2 separate regions of the Mus musculus genome follow, and region 1 is linked to region 2. A link is a contact called in public HiChIP or PLAC-seq data. All regions are on one chromosome and are shown on one strand. The core of a region is the stretch at or near the end of the contact, and the rest is flanking DNA. Distances in the headings are between cores, read along the strand shown.

Region 1 (3,478 bases), core at 836-3,335, 540 kb after region 2:
AAGAGGCAGAAGCAGGTGGAACTCTGTGAGTTCCAGGACAACCTGGTCTGTATAGAAAGTTCCAGGCCAGCTAGGGCTAAATAGTGAGGTCTTGTCTTTAAAAGAGGGCAGGGGTGAGCTGCAGGACACCCTGCTTGTGACCTCCTGGCAGAAATGCCACATTAAACTTGGCTTGAGCTCTGCTGATCTCTCGGTGAGTTTCCCAAAGCCCCAGTCCTTTTGGGACGTGTTCCATAGAATAGTCTCCTGTGAGTTTGCAGGCACCCCTTAGTGGCATGTGGAAGGTATCTTTAATAAGTACTGAATGAGCAGGTGGATAAGTAAAAGAATTCTGGTTCTAAATATAGTTCCTGGTCCAGAAAAGCCACCCAAAAGCCACCCCACAGTCACAGTGCATTTGGGACAGGCAGGTCACAGGCCTGGGTTTTGAAGGAAGTGTGAGGCTTGCTCACTGAGTAGGATTCTGTCCAAGCAGTAGAGATGGCCTCAGTTGCCCCTAGGCTTGAGAGTGCCCTCTGAGGACCATGAAGCTCTCAGCATGGAGAGCTGGCTTTAGGTTTCAGGGATGGGGAGGCTCCTTCAGCTCCTCCTCTGAATCTTGAGTTTGTCTTGTCTTGACTTTTCTCTTTTGTTCTGTTCTTTATCTTTTGTTTTTAAGGTTTTGTTGTTGTTGTTGTTGTTGTTGTTTGTTTTTGTTTTTTGTTTTTGTTTTTGTTTTTGAGATAGGGTTTCTTTGTGTAGCCCTGGGTGCCCTGAAACTTTGGCCTTGAACTTAGAGCTGACCTGCTCTGCCTCGAGAGCGCCCTTAGCACCCAGCTTGTTTATTTTTTGCAAGGTCAAAAGTGCAGCTTCTGCTTTTCTCCTTGGTGCTCCTTGGTGTTGATAAGGAAGGCATCCCTTCCTTGGTCAGCAAACCCTTCCAGCTGACTGCTTCTGCTTAGCACCTTCCTCACACCGCTCCAGGCACGAGCTTGTTCTCTTATGAGGAGCCAGTCTAGAGCTGGTGGGCAGGGAGTGTACTCACCCAGGAGGGGCTGGGTGAAGTGGGGCAGGAAGAGCCACCAGGGCAGTATGGCTTACTATGTCAGAATGGCTTCTAAATGAACCCTAGAATAATGAGTTGGACTGAGCTCAGAGATCCCGACATAAGCAGATGTGGGGGTACACCTGTATGTGCACACACCCCAAATGGATTCCCACTTTGTGAGCCACTGGGTTTCCTTATAAGGTAGCTGGAAGCCAAGTGACTCAAAGAAAAGTCAGGACACTGGCCAGGAGCCTGGAAATAAGCCTGCTCCTTCAGAGCAGGCCCACTTTTCCAGCCAGGGCAGGTGTCTCTTTGCAGACCTGGAAAGAAACTGGTCCTCTATGGCCAGGAGAGGCCTCCCTCAGAGTGTCAGCCCAATGGCATTCATGCTGCCGCCACTGCCTTCAGGCCAAGACAGCAGACACAGTACATCCCAGGCTAACTGGCTGCTCTTGAGCAGGTGGAGGCTGTGGCCATGCCTAGGTGTCCTGGCTGGCACTTCAACACCCACATTGCCCAGATAACTCCCTCTTGCATTCCTCCTGTATGAGCTCAACTGCATTGAGGAAGTGAAACCTTACAGTTGCCCTCTGCATCACAGGAGGCATGGCAGGTGCCTCAGCGGTCTGTCTCACTTGGCCTTGAGTGGTTTCTGGTATATTCTCCTGTCATTCAGGATGTTAATGAAGCTCAGAGGACTGATCTAAGCTAAGCCTCCTTTTCCTCCCAGGATCCTCAGGGGCATTCCTAGAGCCAAACTCGTGGGTCTACTCCTAGACTCAGTTTCTTCAGCATTTTGCCATGTAACACCCCTGTCTGCTTCCCAGGTACTCTTTGGATTGCACAGTTCAGATAGATTCCCTAACACAATATACATCCACCTCAATTTCCTGTCCCCTGTGTCTGCCTCTCCTGTCTCTCCAGTCAGGTCCCAACTGTCCTCAGACACTGCCTGGTATACAAAGGAATTGGGTCCTGACGGGAACCTCCTTCCTTCCCTTCATAATCAGCAGGGAGGTTCCTCTTAACTTCCTGTTTGACCCTTGACTAGAGTCTCTACAGCCTGGGGCCTTTTTAATGCTTCCAGCTTGGCTCTACTCAGACGCTCCCTCCCAGTTTCCTATCCTGTCTGAGGGACATTACTACACTCACTCACTTCCTCTCCTGTTTGCTCCTGGAGCCCCTTCAGGGCTGCTTGCTTGGCCGGGGGCATTTACACTGCTCTGGCCTACCTGCCTCCTTTTTTAGTCACAACTGGTCCTTCCTGCCCTCCTGTCTCCAGCTTTGTTGGAGCCCTTCTGCCTCCCCTCCCTAGTTGCTGGTTGTGGGATGGGACCTGGAGATTGGTTGGTTGCTGAGTGTCCCTTCCATGTGTGGTCTCTGGGCTAGCATGAAGAGATAACCAGGAAGACAGTGCCCCCGGCCCTGTAGATTTGGCTGAGAAGTGTTGCTGCGTGAGGTTCCTGTGTTCTGGGAGCCTTCGTGGAGTGACGGGTCAGCAAGCCAGGCCCACATGTGAAAGGGATGAGTGAATGGTAGCTTAGAGCTGGAGTCTTCATTCCCAGGAATGAGGGAGGGTCTTCATGTCTCATGCTGATGGTATCCTGCCATACTTAAGGGCAGGCCAATATAGAATGTATCCACCCGTGGGTTTTCCAGAGCCAGGCCCCATTGTGGACACTGGCCCTGGTGCCTTTAAATGTCCCTCTTATCTGTTGTGTTGGCTCTTCAATGAGGCCACCAGTTGGACAGAGTTGGTATAGAGCCTGGTGGCTTCCGTTTCCATCATCCTCAAAGAGTTGGGCTCCTTGTACGGCACTGTCCCCCATGGCTTAGGATGTGGTCTGGTCAGGTTTTCTTTCAAAGTTCCTCCTGGGGTCTTCCCTGACTGGCGTAGGCTGTTGACAGTGTGGGTATTCTGCTAGTAGGATTCTCATTTGGCTGCTGTTTGTGTGTGCCTGTTTTTATGCCATGTAATTAAAACATTTATTTGGCCTTCGCAGTGAAAATCTAATTTCTTGAGTCTAAGAACTGCCGATATTGGCACAGGGACTGCAGTCCGTCGTGTAAACAGATCCGGAGCCTGTTGGATTGTTCATAGCATGGTATTTGTAAATCAGGCTGTGCACTGCTGTAATCAGAGCTGATGTTGGTAATTGGTGTGTTGAGTTAGGGTGGTGGTGTGGGGGGCGTCGCTGAGCATTTGTGTGTGGCCGACGGGTGGCCTCCCACGGCTGACTCAGCCCCGCCAGCCTGGTGCCTCAGAAGCCATGGCTGTGAGTGCTGCCTGTGCCATGCGGCCCTGCGAGGACCCTTGTTGCTGTGCAGACAGCCCTCTACAGAAGGCTCCTGTCCACACCTGGGTGCAGTGCTCACAGCAGGCAGAGCTGGGGCTTCAACTTGGGGAGGTTGGCAGTGTTCCTGACCCCATCCAGGCTGAGCCCTGGATCC
Region 2 (3,518 bases), core at 27-2,526:
CAAACCAGAACATGAAGAAGGTGTGTTGTGGGGACAGGTTAGCAAGTGCTGGCTTAGGAAGAACAGGTTAACTGCCACAGGGCGGGGAGCACTCAGTGTTAGAGCAAAAGCCCGAGTCTCATCCTCAGCACCACAAGCCCAAGGAAAGAGAGGTGAGTGAGGGAGGAGTGAAAACACACACACACACACACACACACACACGAGAGGGGTGGGGTGGGGGTGGTGGTGGCGTGTAGATTTAGTCAGATGTAATGACGTTGGTTCTGCTAGGTGTGGTGATGTTTCCTGTGGGCAAAGGCTAGTTTGCCTGAGTTTATCAATAGCTTTTTCAACTTCTATCTTAATTTCTTTAAACAGCTGTGCTTGGTGGAACTCTAAGGCAGGGTGGGTGTGACCTGAGACACACAGAGAACATGGATCTATCAGGCTGGGTGATGGTCCATTTGGTAAAGTGCCTGCCTGCCACACAAGCTTGAGGATCTGAATGAATGGAACCACACTGACTCCCAGCACACTGTGGCCTGCACTTACAGGGGCCAGATCCTTGCTTACTGTCCAGCCACTTAACTGGTGATTTCCAAGCCAATGAGAGATGCTGTCTCAGAAGCAAATGGATGGCTTCTGAGCAAACACAGTCTACTACACACGTGTGAAAACACACACACACACACACACACACACACACACACACACACACACACACACACACACACAGGTATGCTCAGAAGACAGAAAGCCTTGTGATTTTGTATTGTGACTTTACTAATGTGAGGCAGAAGCGTAGCTGTTTGGAATCAGTGCTCTGTGTGTCCAGAGGCCTTTCTTTTCTTGGCTCAATCTCCACAAACACAGCCACGTCAAGATTACATCCTCCCTTCTCTTCACTGTCTTAGGATGTCGAGAACGTCTTTAAAATGCTGATGCACCTTGTGGACATTTATCAGCACAGGTAAGTAGAGAGGCCAAAGGCAGCTTTGTTTTCCACACAGCTCTGGGAGGAATGGTGGCTGTCCCTGCTGGCCACAGCTTCCTGCACACATGCTGCCTCACTGGGGAGATTGCAAACCAACACCACGCTTTCCAAGCCATGAAGCGCTGTGTGTCCAGCTCTGGCTGATCAAGGTTTGCCCCTGCTCCATTTGCTGTGTGTCCCTTCACGGTACTTCCCGAGTCCTGGCTTCCATCTGGAGGCAATCAGGCGTTTGGAGAAGTCAAACGTGATCGTATGACTTCCTGTTCCCCTGGCTCTGACCAGGAGCCGAGCACAGGCAGTTGGAGGAAGGGTGAGTTCTCTCTCACTGTTTGAGGGCTACAGTCCACACCGGTGGGGAAGCCCTGTCAGGGGAGCAGGAAGCAGGTCTCGAGCTGCATCTGAAGTCAGGAAGTGGGGAGAGACCAGTGCTGATGGTCAGATCTTTTTCTGCCTTGACTTCAGCCTGCAGCTGCCATGAGTTGGAGTCACAGACATTTGTTCTGTGGGGACCCAGACTTTAAGTCCTCCGATAGTACAGCAAGTGCTTTTGACTACTGAGCCCTTTCTCCAGCCTCCACCCCCTTTTTCTTTTGCAAACTGAGGATTGAAACCCAGCATGTCAGGCATGCTGAGTAGTTAAACCCCTGCTTGCCCCGTGTGCAAACACACTCAGTAAACACGAACCAGCACGTGTAGGCCAGGAGACACCCCACACAGAGGACCCGCTCTTTTTAATTTAACCTTTTTCTTCCCCTCTTCGCTATTCTCATTTCTCACCTATTTCAATGATTTCTCTGTACTTTTTTTGGGTAGGATCTTTGGGGAGAACCTGCTACAGATCTACTTGACTGAGTGTTTGACCCTCCATGAAACTGTCTGCAACATCACAGCTAACCACCAGTTCTTTGAGATTCCTGCCCTGTCTGCTGAGCTTATCTGTAAACTGCTTGAGCTCAGTCCTCCAGGGGTGAGTGGGACTTGTTCGTCTGACACTGTATTGGAGGCGTAGGCTTCCGGTAACCTCAATTTGAAAGGGAATCCGAGCTGATTCAGCCATGAGGGAGTTGACTGAGGCTCTCTGTTCCAGCTGAGCTCTCTCTGGGCTGGAGGCAGTTCTGGGGCTTGGGTTGGAGGGAGGGAGGGAGGTGGTAGGCCAGGCTTCTGATGTCCAAGGGCAAGCTAAAGAGCAGAACCCCACTGTTAACTGGGTACTTCTTTCCCACTGTTGACAGAACACACTGGGGACCATCCTACCCTGAGCACAGGTCCACTCCTTGTTTTCCCCTTGGGAACTTTAAGTTAAACTGAAGAGCAAAATTGGTGTCCCTAGAGGTGGCCCAGTACACCTGCACCTTCACCAGCTTGCAGTCCTTTGTGCTTGCCGGAGAGAGCTGCATTCCGTGGCTGCCTCGTCAGATCTTCCTACCTCTCTTTGAACTTGATTTTTTTTTTTTTTTTTTTTTTTGGTTTTTTGAGACAGGGTTTCTCTGTGTAGCCCTGGCTGTTCTGGAACTCACTCTGTAGACTAGGCTGGCCTCGAACTCAGAAGTCCACCTGCCTCTGCTGGGCGCCACCACGCCCGGCTTCTGAACTTGATTCTTCTTGTCACCTTCAGTTGCCTTGTGCAGCTGAGATAGTGTTCTCTCATTGTTGTGGGTCACTCCCCCACCTGAGTCTGTGCGCCTCCATTTGGAAATGCTAGCGGACTTTTTCACTGTCTTTTCACTGACTTTCTTCACAAACACAACTCTGACTTTATCGATGGGAGATAGATAGTTAAATGTATATTTTAATGTTATTCCTTTTAGTTTTTCTTTACAAAATTTATACTGCGTGTATGTATGCATGTATGTGCATTTGCATGTGCACGCATGAGTGTATGTGAGAAAGACCCAGACAGAGACAGAGACACAGAGCCCACACCATGGTCTGGGTCTGGAAGTCAGGACTACTTGTAAGAGTCAATTTTCTCCTTCCATCCTATGGGTTCTGGGGATCAGACTCAGGTCTTCTGGATCGATGGTGACTATAGATTTTGTAATCCCTCTCTTGTGTCTACAGCATACTGACGAGGGGCTGCCCGAAAAATCTTACGAAGACTTGGTGACAAGCACCCTTCAGGAGGCCCTGGCCACCACGAGAAACTGGCTGCGCAGCTTGTTTAAAAGTCGCATGCTCTCCATTAGCTCAGCCTATGTCCGACTTACCTATTCTGAAGAGATGGCGGTAAGCCTTCCCGGGAGCTACAAAGCTGCCAAAGGCATATAGGTGTGGACATAGGGGACTGGGGACCATCCCTACTGATCAAGGGCTGTGATCATGGCCTGAACTCTAGCCAGGGAGTTCCTTCTGTAAAGAAGGGACCTTGACAACCCATGGCCTGATGGGAAGTGATGCTGGGCCTGGCTGGTCCCTTTGCTGTGAGGTGATGGAGATACAGTGTCAGGAATGCTGCTTACAGCTGGGGATGTGGGAGGCCATGTTGGAGCTGTAAGCTAGGTGTGTGACATGGAAATGGATGGCAGAGGGTAGAAAGGAAGTTCTT

Evidence for each region. HiChIP or PLAC-seq counts read pairs in DNA pulled down with a chosen protein or histone mark.
Region 1: a contact with region 2 is called in an H3K27ac HiChIP or PLAC-seq map of large pre-B cells, with 4 times the contacts expected there. The contact joins two enhancer-like sites. A contact is called at or near these places in 2 of 484 Hi-C or Micro-C datasets (both in embryonic stem cells), 5 of 115 datasets of contacts at active chromatin or transcription factors (embryonic limb bud, embryonic stem cells, large pre-B cells and 2 more) and 2 of 9 other capture datasets (embryonic stem cells and liver).

What each region holds. Positions count from the first base shown.
Region 1 is chr11:119,953,571-119,957,048 of GRCm38.p6, forward strand. All of the region lies in intron 1 of Baiap2 (brain-specific angiogenesis inhibitor 1-associated protein 2), which reads left to right. Among named protein-coding and RNA genes, the nearest start is that of Gm11767, 12 kb to the left of the region's middle. Within about 2 kb of position 2,086, at least 135 of the 459 cell types and tissues checked have an H3K27ac peak or open chromatin away from gene starts, as enhancers often do.
Region 2 is chr11:119,418,280-119,421,797 of GRCm38.p6, forward strand. It overlaps Rnf213 (ring finger protein 213), which reads left to right. Exons shown (of 68, transcript NM_001040005.3): 12 at 1-20; 13 at 894-949; 14 at 1,787-1,940; 15 at 3,035-3,199. Among named protein-coding and RNA genes, the nearest start is that of Mir1932, 30 kb to the left of the region's middle. Within about 2 kb of position 1,277, at least 56 of the 459 cell types and tissues checked have an H3K27ac peak or open chromatin away from gene starts, as enhancers often do.